Linked DNA regions of Triticum aestivum: region 2 is linked to region 1. The links are chromatin contacts, called in public Hi-C maps. All regions are on one chromosome and are shown on one strand. The core of a region is the stretch at or near the end of the contact, and the rest is flanking DNA. Distances in the headings are between cores, read along the strand shown. Region 1 holds the start of LOC123132207 (L-arabinokinase). Region 2 holds the start of LOC123132208 (auxin response factor 5).

Region 1 (3,909 bases), core at 162-2,661:
TACTAGTCTTGTTCCTCAGCGCCACGACCTGTCTTGAGTCTTTCTCATCAGCTGCCACCTGGAAGACCCGGCCCAGTATGGCGGGTCATATCCCCAACAGTAAGTAAATTAATATGATTGAGCGACATATTCGGAAGGTGCGGCTAAGTATGACGTGGTGGGAAAAACTGACTGGATGAAAAAAAAATGATGGAGAACATGGTGGGAGGGGTAAACCTGTTGACCAAGACTTGTGCTACTAGCCACGGTGATACCACCACTTTAGATGCTCCCATAATACCAATTCAAATAATTCAAAGTTAAATGCTTAAAAAAATCTGAGAAAAATCAAGGATGTTCACAACACACGTGTCTACAATCTCTACAAATTTCATATCCAAACTCTATATACACACCGAGAAACAAAAAAAGGACAAATCCAGATGTAAATAGTGCAGTTTTTCACACTTTTTGTGGTTTTGTCATTGCTGACACTATTCATGCTGAATTTGTCTTTTTTGTAGCACACCTGTTGTGAACGTCCATAATTCTTCTCATAATTTTTTGAAGCATTTAAATTTGAAATTGTTTTCAATTGGTATCGTGGAGCATCTAAGTGGTGGTATCACCTCATATATTCTCCCTATGAGTCCATCGTGTCTCTGTACTTGCCTGGACTGGTAGTCTTTGTTCGTATAAATCACACATATTTTCTATACATCTAGTTTTAAATCCCGGACGTCAATTTTTGCGGCTAACGAAGATTTGACGGATTAGGCAATTTAGCCTATGTGCAAGAACGTGGAATCTTGTTTGTTTTATGTTTTAATAATATAGTGTAAAATAGACATATGAGTCAATCTTTCCCCCCGCTAGAGCCCAAGGGATGGTCTCATTCTCCATACACTGCCACCCTTAACCTTATCTTGGTTGAAAGAAGTCTTTGGGCGACATGTTTGTCTTTTGACCAAGCGGTTCAGCGCAAGGAGGAGGAGGAAGAAGATGAAAGGCTATTAGTGACATGAACAAGGTTTACTTATATGTTCATGGGCCTGGCCCACCCATTTATATACTCAAGGCGAAGACGGCGATCTTAATTAACGGAGTCTCAGCCGCGCCCGAATCCCCAGTACCATTTCGATTTTCTTTCTCTTTTGAACACACAAGTGCCGGTTGGGTGATAATGGGAGGGATATGCGGGAATCATTGCTGCAGATAAACCCATATCCTATCCTACTCCGCCCCTCCCTCCACGTCACTCTCATCATGGCTCAGATCAGAACTGAGATCGACTTCACAGTGCAGCGTTGCGTGCCCGTGACACGGACGAGTCCGTCACCCAGCAGAGCACAGCAGATCGCCGGAAGTGGATAAGCAATAGCGGCACAACAAACCGGGCACTAAAAGAGGGCCGGCCGCGGGACTCGGATAGAACCAAACGTCCACGCCCCGGACTCTCGCTCACTCCCCGTCCCACGGGAGGAGGATGAGATAGCCCCACGACTTACTATAAGAAGGCCCGATCAGCCGACCCAGTCTCCCAACAGTGAGTACACGCCAACGGACTGTGACACCACCGCAGTCACCGCCCGGAGCAGAGAAGGCAGGGAGGGATCGATCGCGGAGGATGGTGGCCCGGGGAAGCGGCGCGGAGGAGGCGCCGCCGCCGACGCAGCAGCGCCTCGTCTTCGCCTACTACATCACCGGCCACGGCTTCGGCCACGCCACCCGCGCCCTCGAGGTCCGCCTCTGTTTCCTCTCGGTGGGCGCGCGCGCGCCCCGACCTGCCCTGCCCTGGGATTTTGATGACGAATTTCCGTTCGATTTTCGCGCAGGTGGTGAGGCACCTGATCGGCGCGGGGCACGAGGTGCACGTGGTCACCGCCGCGCCGGAGTTCGTCTTCACCACCGAGATCGACTCCCCCAGCCTCCACATCCGCAGGGTCCTGCTCGACTGCGGCGCCGTGCAGGCCGACGCGCTCACCGTCGACCGACTCGCATCCCTCGAGAAGGTCCAACCCCAACCCGACCGGCCGTGTTGTTTCTCTTTAATATCCCCCCCTCGCCTTCTACTAGTTGATTGACTGATCGTACGGTGGCCGCGGAATGCAGTACCATCAGACGGCCGTGGTGCCCCGCGAGGCGATACTCAGGACTGAAGTGGAGTGGCTCCACTCAATCAAGGCCGACTTAGTGGTACTTACTTTTTTTCTCCTCCGGCGACTCCTGCCAGTTTACTTTTACTGTTATATGATATCTGAAATCTCCATGAACGCTGCCATGCAGCATCTGAATTCAGAGTTATGTTGTCTGTTGACCATGGGCAGGTTTCGGATGTTGTCCCGGTGGCGTGCAGGGCGGCTGCAGATGCTGGCATTCGCTCCGTGTGTGTCACGAATTTCAGGTGAGTTGTTCCTCTGCTTGCTTCGTTCCAAGTGTTGCGAATGCCATGAGGCTGTACAAACGGCCGAGCCAGTTGTCACTTAGGTTGAGTATTTTAGGGAATCAGTGTTTACTTACTTACTGTAGTCAACTCAACTAATTTATGTCTACTTTCTGCTGCTAACATCTTGATGGCATGGCACATACATACTGATGCATTTTCTGTAACTTCTTGATGATCTCTGTATAAATTGTTATCTGGTATATTTAAGCCACAAAATTCTGCAGCTGTGTGTAATGCTAACAAATACCATATAGTTATAAAAAAACAATACCTTATAATTCAATTACTCCCTCTGTTCACAAATATAAGATGTTTTAACTTTTTCCTGAATCAGATGTATATAAGCATGATTTAGTGTGTTTGTTCACTTATTTCAGTCCGAATGTAGTCCATATTGAAGTACTCCCTCCGTCCCAAAATTCTTGTCTTAGATTTGTCTAGATACGGGTGTATCGTCATACATCCGTATCTAGACAAATTTAAGACACATCCGTATCTAGACAAATCTAAGACAAGAATTTTGGGACAGAGGTAAGATTTGTTAACGGAGGGAGTAGCTTTTATCTGGAACTGACAGGCAGTATGCAAATAATTGTTTTACAATTTTTCATAGCCATCTTATTTGGACTTCCATACAAAAATGCCCTGATCTTTATCTCCAATTTGCAGTTGGGACTTCATTTATGCAGAGTACGTTGTAGCAGCTGGAAATCATCATCGCTCAATTGTGTGGCAGGTGCCCTGCTTGCAGACTTAGTTCCTTATTGTAGCACTTGCTGGCATGCTAAATTCAAGTTTAAAAGTTTTCTACCTTTAGGATAAATCTTCTATATATGCTGGTTTGTTATTAAATGCAGTGTTAATTAGTTGGCTGGCACTAAGTTCTAAAAGCATCCTCCTTCCAGAGCTGAAACCGACATCTGTATTTTTCCTTAATATTGGCCATTCACAGTGTACATATGCAAGCTGCGATTTATTACGTTTGTTTAATAACCATGTGCACCTGTTGACAATAACTGTAGATAGCAGAGGATTACTCACATTGTGAGTTCTTACTACGACTCCCTGGATACTGCCCTAGTATGTCCCCCTGACTGAGTGATAATATTTCCAAAGATCTTAAATATTGGCTTGCACTTCTCATGAATAAGAAGTGATTAATTTTATCTTCTACAGTGCCTGCTTTCCGTGACGTTATTGATGTGCCTCTTGTGGTGAGAAGATTACACAAATCTCGATCCGAGGTCTGTATGATTCTGCTTGAGAATGTTACTCTATAAACTAATCCATATTATTTGTGTCTAACTTCTACAATTTTCATATATCAGGTGAGAAAGGAACTAGGGATTGCAGAGGATGTTAAGGTGGTCATTTTCAACTTTGGAGGACAGGTGGGCCAGTAACTAAGGACTTTTTTCTTATATATGAATGCTTACTTCATTTCAATAAATTAACTGATGTCAGCTAATTACACATATCTGTTA
Region 2 (4,065 bases), core at 1,135-3,634, 300 kb after region 1:
GGCCGTGGTGGCAGTGTTTGGCCCTGAGTACTTGAGGCAGCCAAATGCCGCTGATACTGAAAGGCTGTTGGCGATCAACGCTGATAGAGGCTTTCCAGGCATGCTTGGCAGCATAGATTGTATGCACTGGGAGTGAAAGAACTGTCCATTTGCTTGGCAGGGCCAGTACAAGGGGCATGTTAAAGCGTGCATTGTCATATTAGAAGCGGTGGCTTCGCAAGATCTTTGGATATGGCATTCTTTCTTCGGCATGGCATGTTCTCACAATGATATCAATGTGCTGCAGCGTTCTCGAGTCTTCGCAAGGCTTGCAGAAGGCCACTCCCCACCTATCAAGTTTGAGACCAACGGCCACGACTACAACAAGGGATACTACCTAGCTGATGGTATATATCCTCAGTGGTCAACTTTTGTGAAGACAATCTCGAACCCCCAAGGTGAGAAGAGACAGAGATTTGCCCAAATGCAAGAAAGTGCTAGAAAGGATGTGGAACATGCTTTTGATGTGCTTCAATCCCCATGGGGTATCATTCAAAACCCTACACTGACAAGGGATAAAGGGAAGCTTTGGGAGCTGATGACTGCTTGTGTGATCATGCACAACATGATCGTCGAGGACGAGCGTGATAAGCATCTTCGACCAAGGATTTGATTTTCAAGGTGAAAATGTTGAGCCCCTGCACCAAGAACCGGCCACGTTTGAACAGTTTACCCAATTCCATCATGAAATGCGTGATTGTCACACTCATTTGGATTTTCAAAATGACTTGGTTGAGCACATGTGGAATCACATTGGCAACCAATAGATGTATTGGTTCATTATGTCCATTCAAAACAATTTCAATTTGGTTGTAAAACTATTTTATTAGACAATTTCGATTGGGTTGTAAAACTATTTTTATTTGAGATAATTAATATTTGGACGTGCAAACTAGTTTTAAACATTGAAATATGAATATATGGGCATATTGGATGTGGCGGACAGGATGGTGCCAAAGGATGCGTCCGCACGTTGGGCGCACGACCACCTCATCCCAGGAAAGGCCCAGACACGCCCCCATTGCCCTACCCAAACGGACAGAATTTAGGCTAAACGGACATCTGTTTGGAGTCGTGCGCTGTAGTTGGCCTAAGTTTCTGCCCGCCAGTGGTGTTTACACCAGCGACTGTGTCCAATCATCTATCGCCCAGTCCCCGATCACTGATGCTTGTCTGCGTAACGATGATACTCCAGCAGTGCTTCCTAAAGTTGACATGTTTGTACTATAATGTAAAGTTTAGTTGCATGAAGAAGTAGCCAAGAACTACCGGCGTGGTGGATCCTGACCCTTGTTGGCGAGAGGGCTTTGTTTTTACATGTTTCTTCAAGTTTTGTTAGGGTTTGTGTCATGCTCAGGAAGACGAGACGGCGATGACTCCCTGAAAATGAAATAAGGCTTCTCGCCTAGCACCCGTCCTGATGATGCGTCTAGCATCGTCGGTGGGCGTTAGAGGTGCGTCTCCAACGGATCTGTCCTTGGTGGATTTGCTCGGATCTTGTCGTAGTTCGTCTATGTTCGTGTATCTTTAGGTTGGATACTTCTGTTCCACGCTACTCTTCAACGGCGACGATCTGGTGCGCTGGTCTTATGAGGCCTTAGCACGACGATTTTCCGACTGTCTACTACAACAAGTTATGCTCGGCTCCGGTGATGGAGGGGCGATGATGGCAGCACGCCCTCGACTCGCTTCAATGCTTGTAGTCGTCACTAGGTAGTCTATGAATCTGGATGTATTTTTTATTATATACTGTCATAGTGAAAGATGAATAGGTCGGAAGTTTTCTTGAAAAAGAGCTAGCAAGACTGGTTTTTCAGTTTACACGCGCACCAAAAATATTTATTCCTTTTTCACTAACCGGTCTCTCATAATGCCAGTCATGCAGAATTTTTTCCTTCTTTTTGGCTTCTTTGATTCGTATAATTTGTAAAACACAGGAATATAAAAACACAAAAATATAGTGGCATGTCATCTTCAATGCTACCACTCCTCCGTTCCAAAATTATTGTCGTGGTTTTAGTTCACATGATATGCCGTAGAATTCTTCGCATGAGGTTCGAGTGGATGAAAATTTTCCGATACATTAAGATTCCTTTAGAAACCCTTTGAATAAAAAATCCCACAAATGGGGGTTAGTATTATTGCCCCTTTACTGAAAAGAAGGGATAATTCCTGAAACACTAGAAAAGGCACGAAATGGCCCCGAAAAGCCGCAAGCGGAGATGAGCTCGGAGCTCCCTCCCTCCAGTGCGATTCCCCCCTCGAGCCTCACTTCACTAAAACGGAGTAGGAGTATAAAAAAGAAAGAGGGGAGAGAGAGACAGAAGAAGCGTCTCGGTTTTAACTCCCGACAGGCAGCAGCACACACGACGCACCAACCAGCGACAGCAAAGCCCAGAGGCCTGCCTCAGCGGCAGCAGCTCGCAACTCTCACCCCTCCCTCTCTCTCTAGCTCCCTCCCTCTCTCTCTAGTAGTAGTAGGACTAGACGGGGTCCTTGGTCTCCGTGTTGCTGCTGCTTCTGGTCTAGCTTGTCGGGACGGAGCCGCCGCCGCCGCCGCTCGCTGGGGCACGGCAGCTTTGCGGAAGAGCCCGGCCGGCCGGCCTGCCGGTGTCCGGGACCCATACAGCGAAAAAGAAACTCGGCGCCGCGCGTGGTCCTCTGTGACTCATGCGCGGGAGCCACCGAAGCTAGCAAGCTTCCGCGTGTGAAGAGGCGGCCATGGCGCAGTCGCCGGCGAGCTCCGCCGTCGCGGCGTCGGCTCCATGCGAAGGTACTTGTCACTTCTTTCTTGCTTTTCGCGCATTTCTCCGGCCCCTCCCCGCGCTTCGACGAGGCGGAGGTGGTACAGCTGGAAAAGGAAGGAGGGGTCTCTCCTTTTCTTGGTCGCTGACGCGGCGGTGGGCGCAGGGGAGCGCAAGGCGCCGGCGATCAACGGGGAGCTGTGGCACGCCTGCGCGGGGCCGCTGGTGTCGCTGCCGCCGGTGGGCAGCCTCGTCGTCTACTTCCCCCAAGGCCACAGCGAGCAGGTGTGTGAGTGAGACCTATCTGTTCGCCAGTGCCATTTGCGCAGTGCTCGTTCTATGCTCCCCATGGTTCTGTTCTTCAATGATAATCTTCCCTCCTTTTTGCGCTTCTAGCCAACTAAATCGATTCCCTGCTCTATACTTCTTTTAGAGTAAGCGTTTGGTTTTCACTTTTACTTTTTGATGATTTAATCTACCATGAGAGAATCCTTTGAAGTTCAAGAGGGTTCATAATATGGCCTTCTTAAAAGAAAAACAGATGCTATCATGGATATGTTGCATTTCCAGTAGTTGTGATTGGAGGGCTATACTACTTGCTTGCTACTAATTGCTTTCTCAAGCCAGTAGTATTCTTGGGTTATTGGAGGAGTGGTTGGGAGCCTCCCTTTGGGCCTACTTCCTTCCTTTCCTTCTGTTGGCTTTTGGTGTCTTGTGGAGTATAGGAGCACTGTTTTCTTGCTATCAAGTTTGGTAGTACATGCAACATGCATCCATGTATAGCTTCGTATTATTTGCATTTATGGTCCTGATTTCTGCTGCACCTTCCACTGATTCTGCACTGCCAAAACAGCCTGCCTGCTTTCAGAAAGATTTTCAGCTGCTATGCTATTGCTATGGTGTTCTTGACAGATTCTGTAAAAGATCAATCCCTAATTCTGCAACTGTGCTCCCCTTTTAAAAAGTTCAGCAAGAAAAATAAGTTTTTTTAATGTATGTGGGACATTCGGCTGTGTCGCCCATGATGATATGTGGGGGGAACACTTTAGCAGTGTACCTATGGCATGCAGAGTTCATCTAAAAGGAGTTCACTCATGAGGCTGCACTTTCTGCACTTCAAAATTACTTTTCTCCTAATTTTTTAGGGAAGCCGCAGAAAGTTGGTGTATAAAAAGGGAAGCATGTTTGAATGCTTGTACTTCCTCAATCATTCCATGAGATAATTCATGTTTTACAACGGAAAGTTTTAGCAATGTATGATTGGGAGGATAACAGTGCTTAC

What was found. Hi-C and Micro-C count contacts between places; a contact is called where the count stands out from the background.
Region 2: a contact with region 1 is called in a Hi-C map of leaf, with 9 times the contacts expected there. The contact joins the promoter of LOC123132208 here to the promoter of LOC123132207 in region 1. A contact is called at or near these places in 2 of 5 Hi-C or Micro-C datasets (both in leaf).

What each region holds. Positions count from the first base shown.
Region 1 is chr6A:85,886,270-85,890,178 of IWGSC CS RefSeq v2.1, forward strand. It overlaps LOC123132207 (L-arabinokinase), which reads left to right and starts at 1,412. Exons shown (of 29, transcript XM_044551980.1): 1 at 1,412-1,720; 2 at 1,815-1,991; 3 at 2,092-2,175; 4 at 2,307-2,383; 5 at 3,095-3,161; 6 at 3,448-3,505; 7 at 3,602-3,669; 8 at 3,754-3,816. The coding sequence starts at 1,607.
Region 2 is chr6A:86,183,044-86,187,108 of IWGSC CS RefSeq v2.1, forward strand. LOC123132208 (auxin response factor 5) reads left to right here and starts at 2,385. Exons shown (of 14, transcript XM_044551981.1): 1 at 2,385-2,812; 2 at 2,950-3,068. The coding sequence starts at 2,761.